4 separate regions of the Sus scrofa genome follow, and all the other regions are linked to region 1. Evidence: chromatin contacts called from public HiChIP or PLAC-seq and promoter capture Hi-C data. All regions are on one chromosome and are shown on one strand. The core of a region is the stretch at or near the end of the contact, and the rest is flanking DNA. Distances in the headings are between cores, read along the strand shown. Region 1 holds the start of HMG20A (high mobility group protein 20A). Region 2 holds the start of RCN2 (reticulocalbin 2). Region 3 has its middle 31 kb from the start of TSPAN3. Region 4 holds the start of TSPAN3 (tetraspanin 3).

The links. Promoter capture Hi-C pulls out the DNA fragments that hold promoters and counts their contacts. HiChIP or PLAC-seq counts read pairs in DNA pulled down with a chosen protein or histone mark.
Region 2: a promoter capture Hi-C map of fetal liver shows a contact between it and region 1, with 2.3 times the contacts expected there. The contact joins the promoter of RCN2 here to the promoter of HMG20A in region 1. A contact is called at or near these places in 1 of 5 promoter capture datasets (fetal liver) and 2 of 47 Hi-C or Micro-C datasets (embryonic fibroblasts and heart right ventricle).
Region 3: a contact with region 1 is called in an H3K27ac HiChIP or PLAC-seq map of skeletal muscle. The contact joins the enhancer-like site here to the promoter of HMG20A in region 1. A contact is called at or near these places in 1 of 5 promoter capture datasets (liver), 3 of 47 Hi-C or Micro-C datasets (embryonic fibroblasts, epiblast stem cells and psoas muscle) and 2 of 2 datasets of contacts at active chromatin or transcription factors (alveolar macrophages and skeletal muscle).
Region 4: an H3K27ac HiChIP or PLAC-seq map of alveolar macrophages shows a contact between it and region 1. The contact joins the promoter of TSPAN3 here to the promoter of HMG20A in region 1. A contact is called at or near these places in 1 of 5 promoter capture datasets (liver) and 2 of 2 datasets of contacts at active chromatin or transcription factors (alveolar macrophages and skeletal muscle).

What each region holds. Positions count from the first base shown.
Region 1 is chr7:57,502,634-57,505,722 of Sscrofa11.1, forward strand. HMG20A (high mobility group protein 20A) reads left to right here and starts at 1,415. Exons shown (of 11, transcript XM_021099019.1): 1 at 1,415-1,937; 2 at 2,349-2,492. It also overlaps a transcript of PEAK1 not described here.
Region 2 is chr7:57,039,392-57,042,667 of Sscrofa11.1, forward strand. It overlaps RCN2 (reticulocalbin 2), which reads left to right and starts at 1,485. Exons shown (of 7, transcript NM_001244184.1): 1 at 1,485-1,829; 2 at 2,227-2,332. The coding sequence starts at 1,686.
Region 3 is chr7:57,216,555-57,219,626 of Sscrofa11.1, forward strand. It overlaps a transcript of PEAK1 not described here. Among named protein-coding and RNA genes, the nearest start is that of TSPAN3, 31 kb to the left of the region's middle. Within about 2 kb of position 1,422, at least 8 of the 83 cell types and tissues checked have an H3K27ac peak or open chromatin away from gene starts, as enhancers often do. A contact at or near this core is called in skeletal muscle, where this site is marked.
Region 4 is chr7:57,186,056-57,189,354 of Sscrofa11.1, forward strand. TSPAN3 (tetraspanin 3) reads right to left here and starts at 1,460. Exons shown (of 7, transcript NM_001244196.1): 1 at 1,112-1,460. The coding sequence starts at 1,174.

The DNA.
Region 1 (3,089 bases), core at 165-2,664:
TGTCACTATCCTATCCCCTCAATGCCAGTCTTCCAATAACTCCAATCCACAGCTCTCAAATTCCTAAACGGTTGTCTTAAAAAACACAACGGATTGCAAGAAAGTAACATTTAAAGGTAGAAGGGCTCCTCTTTCCCGTAGCTCTCAGTAGTTTTTTTAACGTAGTCAAAGGACGAAAAAGACCAAATCAAGCTCTCAGGCGAATGGTGCAGGCGACCGGGAGGAGGTACAGAAGGGGGCTCAGACAGCAGCTTCCCATCACGGAAGGTAAGAAAAGTTGTAAGAACGGATGAGTCAAAGGGTAAGGGAGAAACAAAACTGATCCAACAAACAATTCGAAATCCCCAAATAACCCGCATCTTAGGAGTCTTACAAACCTCAGAGCGAAGTGAGCAAAGAGCCAACGGGTTTCGTCCTGGCGCTGCTGGCCAGGCTGCTCCAGATCCTCCCGGGTTTGGAGGTGGCTGTCCGGCACACTTAGCAAGAGCAAGGGGAGTCCTTCCTGCCCCAGCCTCACAGCGTTCACTACTCTAGGCTCCACTTTCCCCAGCAGCCTTCCAGCCGCGCCCGGGGGCGTCTCTCGCCGCCAGGTCCCAACTTTCCCTCCTCTGGGGGGCGCCGAGCTACTGGGGCTGCCGCCTCCGCCGCCACCGAAAGAGGGGGCGGAGGCGGCCGGGGCGCGAGGGGGCGCGCGGCGCCGCGGGCCCCGAGGTCGGCGGGGCGCGGGGGTGGCCGCGGCCAGAGAGCCTGTGCCCGGCCGGACGCTCTGACCGCCAGAACCCCCGCAGAGGCGCCACCGGGACCCCGCGCCGCCCCGCCCGTATTCTCCCAGGTCATCGCCCTCACCCCGCAACGACCCTGGTCCCACAAGCCGGCGCGAGAGAAGGGAAGCGAGAGGACGCGGACAACTCTATCTCTGTTACCTGAGGGGCGCACAAGCCGCCGCGGTGACCACCATCGTTCGCCGTCCCGTATCCTTCCTGGTGACCGCAGCCGTCGCCGCCGAGCAACTGACACTGACTAACAACAACTAACTACTCGCCGCCGCCGAGTCCACCGCGCGCTCCCGGCTGCCCGCAGCTCGCCGCCCGCCCGGCCCACCAGCCTGCCCGCCTCCTCCCAGCCAGCTCGCCTCCCCTCCGCGCGCGCACTCGCCGCCGAGCTACTTGAACGAGCACGCGCGCGCGCACGGGCCCAAGGCCCTCTCCCTGTCTCGCTTTAGCCCCGAGGGAGGAGTCACCATGAAGCCCCTCCTCTCGCGTTCCTACCTCCAGAGGAAGAGCTCTAGAGAGAGGTCTGATTGGCTGAAGAGGGCGTGGCCAAAGGAAGAGGGCCGGACGATAAGGACTGGGAAGGGAAATTTCAGGTCTATTACGATCCTGGGAAGGGACATTTCAGGTCTATTATGGTCCAGAGGGAAAGGGGAGTGAAGTATTGTCCCTTTTCATGCCAGAGTCCCCTCGGTCGGCCTGCTGTCGAATACAGAATAGGTATCTTCAAGGACTCCAGCCTACAGTAATTAGCAATTTTAAGTCCTGATTCTTTCTGCAGGCCTTAGCAATTTTAAAAAACTACATCTCCCAGAAACCTCCGCGAAAATAAGTCTCACCTTGCGTAATCACGTAGTCTTTCGCCGCCTTTGAACAAAATAATCCCTTCATTTTTCTGAAGGTATAGGGAATAATATTTGATTTCTCTCCTCACTGGAACAGTCTTAAATGCTGCAATAAGGGAAGTTACCTATGGGAAGGTGGTTAAGCGATTAGCTAAAGGGAAGGAAAGGACATCAAAATAAAGCAGTGCGGAGGAATTTTTGTCAAGCTGTGAGACGACGGAGTGAGAAGCGTGAAGGCGATTGAGAGGGGCTCAGGGAATTGTCCTCTGTGCCAGGGACTTTCTTTAGGCCCCAGGCCCCCGCCTGTCCCTATCTTCAGCAGGTCAGTAAGCAAGGCAACCTTGGGGGTGGCCACAGTGGAGCTGCCCTTCACCCCTTGAAGATCATCCCTCTTTTGCTGTTATTATTGGTTTGTCTGTTTGAGGCCGACTAACTGGGGGCGCCTCACTTCCGGTTGGGGGAGGGGAAGAAGGCCATCCTGGGGGAGGGGGGACCGTAACTCACTTCCTGTGGGGGTAGGGTGATGGTTTGGGTGTCCAGCCCACTTTTTATGCCGGCGAGGGCTTGAAAAGGTGATGCCTGGTGCCATATGCATAGACAGTATCTTAAAGCTTTGGGATTGTGTCTTATGCGAAAAGTTAGGTTATTCCACCTAGTTGTGCTAATCACCAGGCTCCAGTCAGAATTTGAGTTTTGGTTCCACGTGTAAGATGGAAAATTTTCTCTCCAACAGAATTTCCTTAGTGCGTTCTTCAAAGAATTCGAAACCCCTTGTTAAAATTCTCTACTCATCTCTACAAGATGACATACTTTCTTGCGTGACTCATGAATTGCCCATCCCTGCTTCCCTACTGAAGTCTAACCTTGGCTGAATAAGGTATAGCGATGTTCTCTGCCATGACATACCACAGGAACTCTGTAGTTTCTCATAAGGAGGTAGTTTATTACAAGACTCAATATTTTACCTAAATTATGAAGCATTTTCACCTGACCACAGTGAAAATATCATACTGAAGTACTCAATTACTTGGTGTTACTTTAACTGATTGTGATTATCTTAAATCCTTAGTCTTGTTAATTTTAGGCAACAGGTTCTGCCCTTTGCCTTAAAACAACTTCCTCAGCTCTCACATTGCTTACATGTAACTTACTGTTTGTGAAAGTTACACTGTAGTACATTTTCCTCTCTGTCAGCACCAATTAAAAAATGGTGTCTGTGCTTTGTGGATTTAAGGCATGGTCCAAGGAACATTGAGATTAAGCTTAAATTTTAAATAAGGGGGAAAATTCGCTCACAGAAGACAAAAGATAAATGCCAGATGTTTCTATTTTTCCTATACTCTTTATGTTCTGTAAGAAACTATATGTGAAGTAGTAATAAACACTGAACAGTTGATTGCCTTCATTTCTGTCTTCAAGTACCACAGTACTTGGGAGGTAGAGGTGGGAAGGGTACTGAAGGAATCAATGTATT
Region 2 (3,276 bases), core at 235-2,734, 460 kb before region 1:
CTGGGGACATTAGTCTTTCTTTTTTTGCAGATTGCCTTAAAACCTACAACTGAAGTTCAAATTAAAATATGAGAAAAAGGTTTTTCCTTTTTCTTTTTGTCTTTTCAGGGTGGCACCCGTGGCATATGGAGGTTCCCAGGCTAGGGGTCCAATCGGAGCTCTGCAGCCGCCGCCCTGCGCCAGAGCCGCAGCAACTTGGGATCTGAGCCGCCTCTGCGACCTACACCACAGTTCAGGGCAACACCGGATCCTTAACCCACTGAGTGAGGCCAGGGATGGAACCCACAACCTCATGGCTCCTAGTCGGACTCGTTAACCACTCAGCCACGAGGGGAACTCCTCTTTTTTTTTTTTTTAATTGTTTGTTGTAGACAAATTAACCCTGAAGTGTTGCCCATATTTACACTCTGAAACTTAAAACTTTATCCTCTGTTGATCTTTATAACACTGGAAAGATCCCATTGAACTTACTTTTTGCTCTACAAATTTTTCAATAGCTTCTGATTAAATACAATAAAATTCCAGCCTGGTCCAGGAAATTTGTCTGATTCGTACCCACTTCAGTTTGGAAAAGAACTCTCGCACCCAGTCCAAATAGAGGCGGTAAGAAGCGAAAGAGGACCCAGAAAGCCTTTTCTTCTGTGTGAAAAAGCCTGATCCTATGTGGGGCAATCAATGAAAGAAAAGGGCTCAAGCTGCAGCCTACACATTTCTTTGAGTTTAGAGAGCTTGGGATGAGGTGCAGAAATCACATAGGCCTGTAGATAAACATGGAATAGAAACCACGTGTACATGCATTCTACCTGCAAAAGTTTTCCTAGGTATTTAGTAAGCTGTTCCTTCTGCGCAACCATCTTTTGCTTTTCTACCCACATGATGTAAGCTTACATTAATTGAACACTTTATATTACATTATTTTATTTAATCCTCACAACTCTTAGGTAGTCTTACTACCATGCCCATACAAAGGGAGCAAAACAGGTTTCAGAGGCCAAGCAATTTGGCGAAGTTGCAAAATTGAGCATCAGATACAAATGTCTGGCTGCAATACTTGGGTTCTTTGGTCCTGCTGTGGGAAATGGATACTGTTTGTTGGTTCATCAAAGCAAAGATTTTCCTAGATATTGTATCATCTTCACCCAAATCTCTAGGCTTTCTCATTGATGGAAGCCGTGCGGGCACATGGCATGGACAGGGAGCTTCTGGCAGGAACCAGGCTGACGGAAAGAGGGCGGAGGTAACGTGGGGGGGGGGATGTTTTTTGGAGGGTGTCGTGGCGCAGCGAAAGGCACCCGCGGGTGTCTCCGCTCCCGGCCGCCCCCTCAGCCTCCTCCAAGCCTCCTCCAAGCCAAGCCTCCAGGCCCGCAGCTTACAGCAGAATCTCCGCGGCCCGCCCCCAGCGCAGTGCGGTCCAATCAGCGCCCCGGCCTGACGCCCTGCCCCTCTGACGGGGCTATATAGGCCTCGGCCTTAGCAGTACCTCCACAGTAGTCGCTTGGGCCTCAGCCTGTGAGCTCCTGGAAAGGCGGCCGCCACCCCCTCCGCGTTCCGTTACCCCCACCTTACGTACGCCGCGCCGCCTTTCTGCGGCCGCCTGCGCAGCGCCGCGGCCGGCCTGGGCCTCCGCCCGCCTCTCTCTTTCCCTCTCTCCGAACCTCTGTGTGTGTCCGCGGCGGGCCGGCGCGATGCGGCTGGGCCCGAAGCCCGCCACGCTGGGGCTGCTGCTGCTGTGCGCCGTGGCAGCCGGCGCCGGGGAGGCTGAAGAGCTGCACTACCCGCAGGGAGAGCACCGCACCGACTACGACCGCGAGGCGCTGCTGGGCGGCCAGGTGAGGCGGCCAGGCCCGGGCTGGGAGGTCCGGGCCTTGCACCGCTGCTGCCGCGGGCTTTGTCCCGGGACAAAGGGGGCGACCGGGCGAGGCCTGGCTGAGGCAGCCTGACAATGGGGGCCGGGTGGGGCGCCACTCACTCTCAGGAGGACCCCTGGGGGTGTAAGCCTAGGAAAATAGCGTGGCCCGGTAGCAGAAGGATCTCTTTTACCCTCCTTAACGAGGAGCAGGATCACTGAGGGTGTGTAGGGGGCAGGGACCTTGGGGAGCAGGTGTGAATCACCCCAAAGCCCCTCGGTAAGAGAGGCTTCTGGTAGCTCTTTTTCTCCACCATTTTGCCCTCCTGCTAGTAATGCTTGACTCCCCCCTGTGTGTCGCTTACTCCCCCCCACCAAAGGAAGAAGTCGATGAATATGTTAAACTCGCCCCTGAAGAGCAACAAAAAAGACTGAAGTCAATCATAAAGAAAATTGACTTGGACTCAGATGGCTTTCTCACCGAAAGTAAGGACGTCCTACACAACTAACAATGGAGACATCCCTTTGCAGGAGGCAGAAATGCAAACACTTAAGCAGGGTGTCTGTTGAGTGTAGATTGCTAGTGTTCCAACCAATTAGAGGCACTGTGTGAGAGGCGGAAAAGGACATGGGTGAATAGATTTTACACCTGGAGATCTTTAGACGTAGGCTATCGAGTAACACTGTGCTTTCCTCAGTAGTGTCATTAACATCACTGACCCTGCATACGGTACATGCAAGTCATACCTAGAGCAAACTCCCTGTTCCTCTCACATGACTTTGTATCAATATCAACTGTATGATTCATTTTAGAGAAGCATGCTAAAAACCTTAAGGCATTAAGTAGTTTATTGCTCTTTTGATACATGCTTCATTTTGGAACTTGTTTCTTTTTACAAGCAAGTAGAAAAAGACCTGTTGCATACAAGTTATGTTTATCACAAGTTATTATAGCTGTTAGGGGTCTTGGAATCATTATGTCCACCTTTCTTTGTAGAGATGAAGAAGCTGAAGCCCAGAGGTGTAAGTGTTTTGCTCAAATGAGTGGCAAAGCCAGGACTAGAATCCATATCTCCTGATCTTAATTCAGTCTTTAATATCCTTCATTAAAAAAAAAAAAAAATCTGAGTGCTCTTAAGTAGGTTCTAGAGTCAGAAACAAATGCATGGATTATTAAAAGAATATTCTAAATAAATTGCTGTGCAGCTGCCTCTCCTCATTGCTTAATTCATGTGATGAAGCCTATCAACTTTCCAAGTTGATCCTCAACAAAAATTCAGGAGCTGTTTTGCTATAACTCTTCTTTAAATGCTGCTCAGCATCTGAAGAATGAAGTTGCTGGAGAGAAAGTTACGACCTGGTAAATTTAAGCTGTGTTGTCAGTAAAGTATTCACATTGATGCCCTCAGGAATATTAAGGTTTTGTTCCT
Region 3 (3,072 bases), core at 172-2,671, 290 kb before region 1:
GAAACATTGTGGGCAGGGAAATCTCCAAGCATGGGACAGCAGCCGGGAGGCCTGCCTGGCAGACGGGGGGCTGGCTGGGGTCTGGTCAGTGACAAGCCTGACTGGGTGGCAGGACTGACAATTCTGGGGCAACAGCAGGGAGGGTGGGGGAGAAAGGCCATGAGCTCTGGGAACTGGGAGGAGGCGCTGGACCATCTGAGGACAGATCTTAGCTCCCTCACCAGGGATTTGGGGTAAACAAAACCTCTCTGGCTTGTCTTTTTATGGATAAAATAGGGGTAATTCTAGAACCCTCCTCATAGGGTTTTGAAAATAAAATTAAGCTGGTTCAGCACCAAGGAGCTCTCCCTTGCTCCCCTTTGAGATCTTACAGTCCTTCTGGTGTCCTGGCTGCTTACAGGGCAGAGGAAAGAGCACTGACTAGAAGGCGTGCGGATCTGGGTTTAAGGCCTGCCTCTGGTTAGTTGAGTGGAGATGGGCAGCCTGGAGCCTTCTCCATGGATGGTTGTGAGGATGAAGGGTACTCTCACCTCTGCTACTGTTAACACCCCCACCTCCCACCGGCCGCAGCCTGGGGCTTCTCCGAGCAGCTTGAGCAGTGCCCGAGCCAGCTGCACAGTGTGAGGCAAAGGCCGGCTGCCCAGCCCTGGAGCAGGCCCAGTGTCAGGAGGCTGAGGAGGATGAACCTGAACGGCTCAGAGCCTGAGGGAGGGAGGCCTGTAGAGCCCTCAGCTTGGGGAGCATGAGTGGCCTAGTCCTGGAAGGCTGTGGCAGCGTGGGTAGGATGGTTTCAGATATGCCCCTGGCAGCATGGAGCAGGCAGGAGAGGTGCTTAGGGGGAGAGGACGGGCCAACGATGAAGCGCAGGCCTGCAGGTTTTCACTCTGCCTAACCTCCAACCCTGGTTCCAGGACTCCAGCTTGGGGAGTGGTGGGTGGTGCTGATGGCCCCACAGAGCAGAGAGCTCTGCTCCCACTTGGCAGAGATGCAAAGCCCTCTACTCCTGAGGCCCCAGGCCCCATTCACCATGCACATTCCCCAGAAGCCCAGGCGCCCCACTTGCACTCTCAAACGGAGACCACCGCCAGTGCAGCTCCGCCTTCTGGTTGCTTTCACACACCTTCCAGAGGGTGAGGGAAGAGTTAGTTGGGATATGTGTGTGAGAAAAGAGTTATCTAAAAATCACCAGGAGGTCAGGGGTTGCACACAGGCAGCCTGTTTTCACTCAGAGGTTTGCAAATTTGTGAGAACTGGACCTTGGCAACGGATTCCTTCCTGCCACCTTCCCCCCACTCCCTACTGTGTGAAATCCAATTTTTAAGTTTCAGCTGTTAATTACCTTGAGCTGTTCCTCCTGGCAACCTGTGATCCGTCACCTGCAGTTCTCTGCTCCTGAGGCACTAACGAAATTCCTTCCCTCGTAGAGCGCAGGCCCCCTTAAAAGGAAGCATAATTTACTGGGCCTTGGAGAGCAGGCAAAGAGCTCCCAGAGCAGAGGGCACACACTCAGTGCCAGGAACTGGACAGCTTCTCGTGATGGTTAATGCCAGGTGGGAAAGAAATCAAGATTCTTTGTGGCCTGGGTTGAAAGAAGTCAGTTTACAGGCCTGTGGGAGCCAAAGGCGCTATTCAGATGTCAGTGGTCCCTCACCTCTGGACAAGCCCACATCAAAGGGAAGAGTGGTCTTCCTGAGGACCTGCTAATGGAATTGCAAGGGATGGATCCCATGCTGGGCGAGGTGATGGGGGGGAAACAAGGTCTCTCTCCAGTTATACCAAAGGACAGAGTGATCCCATTGGTGGCCTTGCTCTACCTCACTTGGAGTCTGGCTTGGGCAACCCTGAACTGGTCCCACCACCCAGGCCTGTATCTTCAGGGGCCTCAGTTGCTACTCAGACCAGCAGAGCATTAGACCTTGACCTAAGCCTAGTGTGCTCCATCTCTGTGATGTTGAGACCTCTCCATCCCAGCTGTTTGTTTCTGTCTTTGGTTCTTTCCCTCCAGAAGCCCGTGTGCTGCACTCACAGCTAGGGAGGCTAATGCCCCGACCCCTCTCCAGCAAGCAAGCTGAGGCTGGAGCAGGCAGAAGCCATGTCCCTCGGGACTTTTTCTTGGCTTTGCTGCTGACCCCTCAAGGCCCAGGAAACAGAGAGAGCTCTGAGGCCCACACCAATGTGGGTTCTGCCTTCTCAGCAGCATAAAAGTCTGGCAATCACTTTTCTGGAATATCCTTTAAATACCATGTCTGCAAATTCCAGAGCGCTTGCTAGTGGAGAGAAGCAGAAACACTGGGCTGGAGACAGTATCCATGGTAAGGGGTTTAGAGCTCTAAAATCTGGTCTAAATTTAGAGTCTACATGTCTGCACTTTCATCCATTCTACTCTAATAATGTGGCAGCTGTCACTGCCACTGCCCACTGCTGACTCGTCCTGCCTGAGCCTGGTGGCCTCCTCTCTCTACTGAAACATCTGCACATTAGCTTGTCCGCCTTTGTCAGGACACTGTGTGTGACCATATGCCTTAAGGAACAAGCAAAAGATATGAACTGTGTGGCAGATGATGCTGTACAAAGCCCTGTCCTGCTCATACTGTCCGCAGAGCTCTGAGATCTGAGGCTTAGTTACAGCCAGCTAACCACACCTCCAGCACACAATACAAAGACAGGAAGTCTGCATGGTGGCTGGTCACCAGGGGGCGAGCTCACACAGCAAACCCACAGCCTTGCTGGCTCTGGGGGAAGGCTCAAGGCCTTTGCCACCCCTTCCATGCCCAGTCTTCTCGATCTAGGGAGGGAATGAAGAAAAAATACAGCCCAGGTCAGCAGGGAGGAGCATCCAAGAGCGCATGCATCCTAGAGGTCAAGATATAACCATGTCTGCAACCACTACCCACCCCACCTCCGGCAGGTCTGCGTGGGAGAGCTGCTGAAAGGACAAGCGCTTGTCCAGGTTTTAGTGTATATGAAAATGAATTTATTTACACAGTAACATGATGCCACAGAGAACACAGCAAAGTACCACAGCAAACCAAAGGGTGGTGCCACCTGGTGACAGAGGGGACCTTTCATTGG
Region 4 (3,299 bases), core at 210-2,709, 320 kb before region 1:
GATTCTTTCTGATTTAGGAATGTGTGTGGGAAAGAGTTGAATGGAGACATACAAAAGTATGGGAAGTGGGAAAGTTCCAGGGGACAGAGAAGTGTGTCCAGGGCATCAAGTGTTTAAGAACATGGTCAATTGTGAGAAAAGAAAGGTGAATGAGAACTTCAGTTGAAGCTTTTGGAGGGTTTGGTTTTGCTTTTTAAATAAAGTAATTTGAGGTAAGAAATGCTTCATAAGATCTATCCTGGTGCAATGTCCAGAAGAACTAGAGGGTGGAGAAACTGACCGGAATAACACAGGCTGTTACAAAGGTCCTTGGTGAGATAAGGACCCGAATTAAAATGGGGGCGTGTCCAAAAAATTCATAAGCCACTGTTTATTGAAAGTGAACTCATTGCTTTCAAGATCTTGTGACATTCGAGTCATATTTAACCAAGGTTTATAATCTTAGGCTACCCACCCCCATGGCCAAATAGATTGATTTTCTTGGTGACAGGATTATTCGGCTTCTCAAGTTTAAACCTTTCTGGGCTGGTAACCAGCCAACTAGTTCTCCATATGCAGAGATCTAAGACAAAATCCCTCACCCCGAGCCGATAGCGTCCCCGCACTTCTGCACCATTTGCCCACAAGCCTCGGGGCTGCCCCGGAGCTGCGGGGACTCCGGGCCCTGACAAAGAAAGCGGAGCCCGGCCCTTTGGGGAATATCCTATTTCGAGCCTGATGTCCTCAAAGAATCTGCAACAAGAGCTCTCCGTCCAGCAGGCTGCTCCAGGGGGAGGCCGGGGTTCCTCGGCCGAGGCTCCCAGAGCCAGGCCCCTGGCACAGAGCCAGCCAGCCAGGGCGTCGGGACCGACAGCGGAGGCCACCGGAAGCCCCCGAGAATTTCCCCTCTCGGCCCTCTACGTCCTGAGCTTTCAGCCCGACCCGGGAGGGACCTAGCGAAGCGGCCTCCGGGGCCCGGCCCCCGCGCCTCCCCGCCGCAGGGCCGCGTCGCTTCAGCGCTAGCCCCAGCCCAGCGCGGGTCCCCACCGGGCCCCACAGGCGCTTCAGCCGAGGCCTCCTTTGGGCTGCGCCGCCCGCCCCTCACCCTTTCCCGCCCGCTGGCCCCACTCACCCAAAAGATGAGGTTGAGAAACACCAGTACGGTCTTGGAGGAGGTGATGCCGCACTGGCCCATGGCGCCGGCGGTCGGCTGCGGCCCTGCTCGGCGAGCGGGATGCGCTCACCGAGCGAGGCGGCAATGGCGACGGCGCCTCCCGGCTAGTAACTGCACGGCTTGCGAGACGTTCACCGCAGCCCCGGCGCCGTCGCGCACCCCGGACCCAGCAAGCACCTCGCTGCTGCGCGCAGCCGCCGCAGTCTCCGCAGGGTCCCAGCGAAGCTCCCCGGCAACCGAGTCCCGCCCCCGGAAGGCAGTTTTACCCAACCACTCCCTTGTCGGCTACAGCGAGGCCATGCCTTTTAAAGGAGCCGAAAGCTCAGCGCCCTTTTGGCCTCTGGCCGCCCTTGGATGCAGATGGCTCATTAGGGAAGTTCCAAAGGACCAAACCCAACCTCCCCTACTGAGCTGCGTTTACTAGGCCAGCTTTATTGATGATTCAGGGCCCTAAGAACGCTGTCTTTCTACCTAACCCTTCTCCCCCAAGGAGGTCGGAAACACTAATATCTTATACTCCTCAACGAGATTTTCCTGACAAAGTTAACACCTAAGCATTGCGTAGGGAGAGCAGTGAACATGAACAAATATTTATGGAGAACTTATTTGCAAAGGACTAGGCTAGCTCTCGGAAGAGTCGTCGGAAAGAAAAGACTGGTGATGGAGTTGGCAAGGGGGAAGACTTTTGCGTGGGTGTGTGGCTGGGGGCAAGGTAACATGTCAAGTCTATTCCTGGGTAGGGCATTTTACAACAAGATTTAGGATTATGGAAACATCTTTTTACACTGTAACATTTCACATTCTTACCCCAATCTTGGATCAACCACAGTAATTAATTATTGAGGGCCTACCCCATGCCAGGCTCTTTTATGGCCATTTGCCCATTTAACCTCCATCGCAGCTTTAGTTGGGAGGTACTGTGGTTATCAGCCTCATTTTACTGACGGGGTAATTGAGGCTTAGAAAGATTTACAAACTTGCCAGAGGCACACAGAGAGTAAATGGTCTAAAGCAGAAAGCACATTCTCAGCCACGCACGAAAGTGTCACTGTTTACTCTTTCCTGCCCATTGCAACCTCACATTTCCTCTTAAAGATGCTCATTTGCGTGTCCTTAATCATCTCATTTTCCTGCAATCTCCCTAATCACCTTTCCCAGGCATTCTCAGCAGTGCTTTTTCATCTCGGCCTTCTATTGATTTGCCCCAAACAGCAGCAGCCATTTATTCACTCATTAACTTTTTTGCAAGCACCATCTCTGTGCCTCACTGTTCTAGATGGGGGGTATTCTACAATGAGCAAGACAAATCCTTGCCCCCATGGAGCTTACATTCTGGTAGAGAAGGTAGACCTTCAGATAGGCAGGTAGGCTTATGACATGGTATTGGGTAGTGACAGAAAATAATTCAGAGAAAGGGAATAGACAGTAATGAGGTCCTCTGAGAGGAGAGAGCCTTGGAGGAGACCCAACTGAAGTGAGTGAGCAGGACATGTGAATATTTCGAAGAACAGCCCAAAGGTGGGAATAGCAAATACAAAGGCCCTGAGGCAGGAACATGATCAACAGGAAAGGACCATTAAAGAGCCTGATGTTCAGGAGGTCAGTGGAGAACATAGGATGAAGTCTGAAAGGCCAGATCATCAAGGGCCTAGTAAGCCATGTGTGATGGAAAGATACTACAAAGCTTTGAGCAGGCCAGTGACACCATCTAACTTAAGATTTTAAGATACCATGGAGTCCCCATCATGGCGCAGCGGAAACGAATCTGACTAGGAACCACGAGGTTGTAGGTTCGATCCCTGGCCTCGTTCAGTGGGTTAAGGATCTGGTGGTGGTGTGAGCTGTGGTGTAGGTTGCAGATGTGGTCAGATCTGAGGTGGCTGTGGTGTAGGCTGGCAGCTGTAGCTCTGACTGGACTCCTAGTGTGAGAATCTCCATATGCCGCTTAGTGCGGCCCTAAAAAGCAAAAAAAAAGAAAAGAAGAGATTTTTAAGGTACCATTCTTGCCACACCATGCACATCCCAGTTAAAATTTAAGAAGCCAACCACTCAATCATGGCTTTCAAGTATGATTCCCTTTAAGTGTCTTTTCCTTGCTGGTCCCCACCCTCTACAGATTTCTCTCTGCTTTGCTGTGACTGCTTTT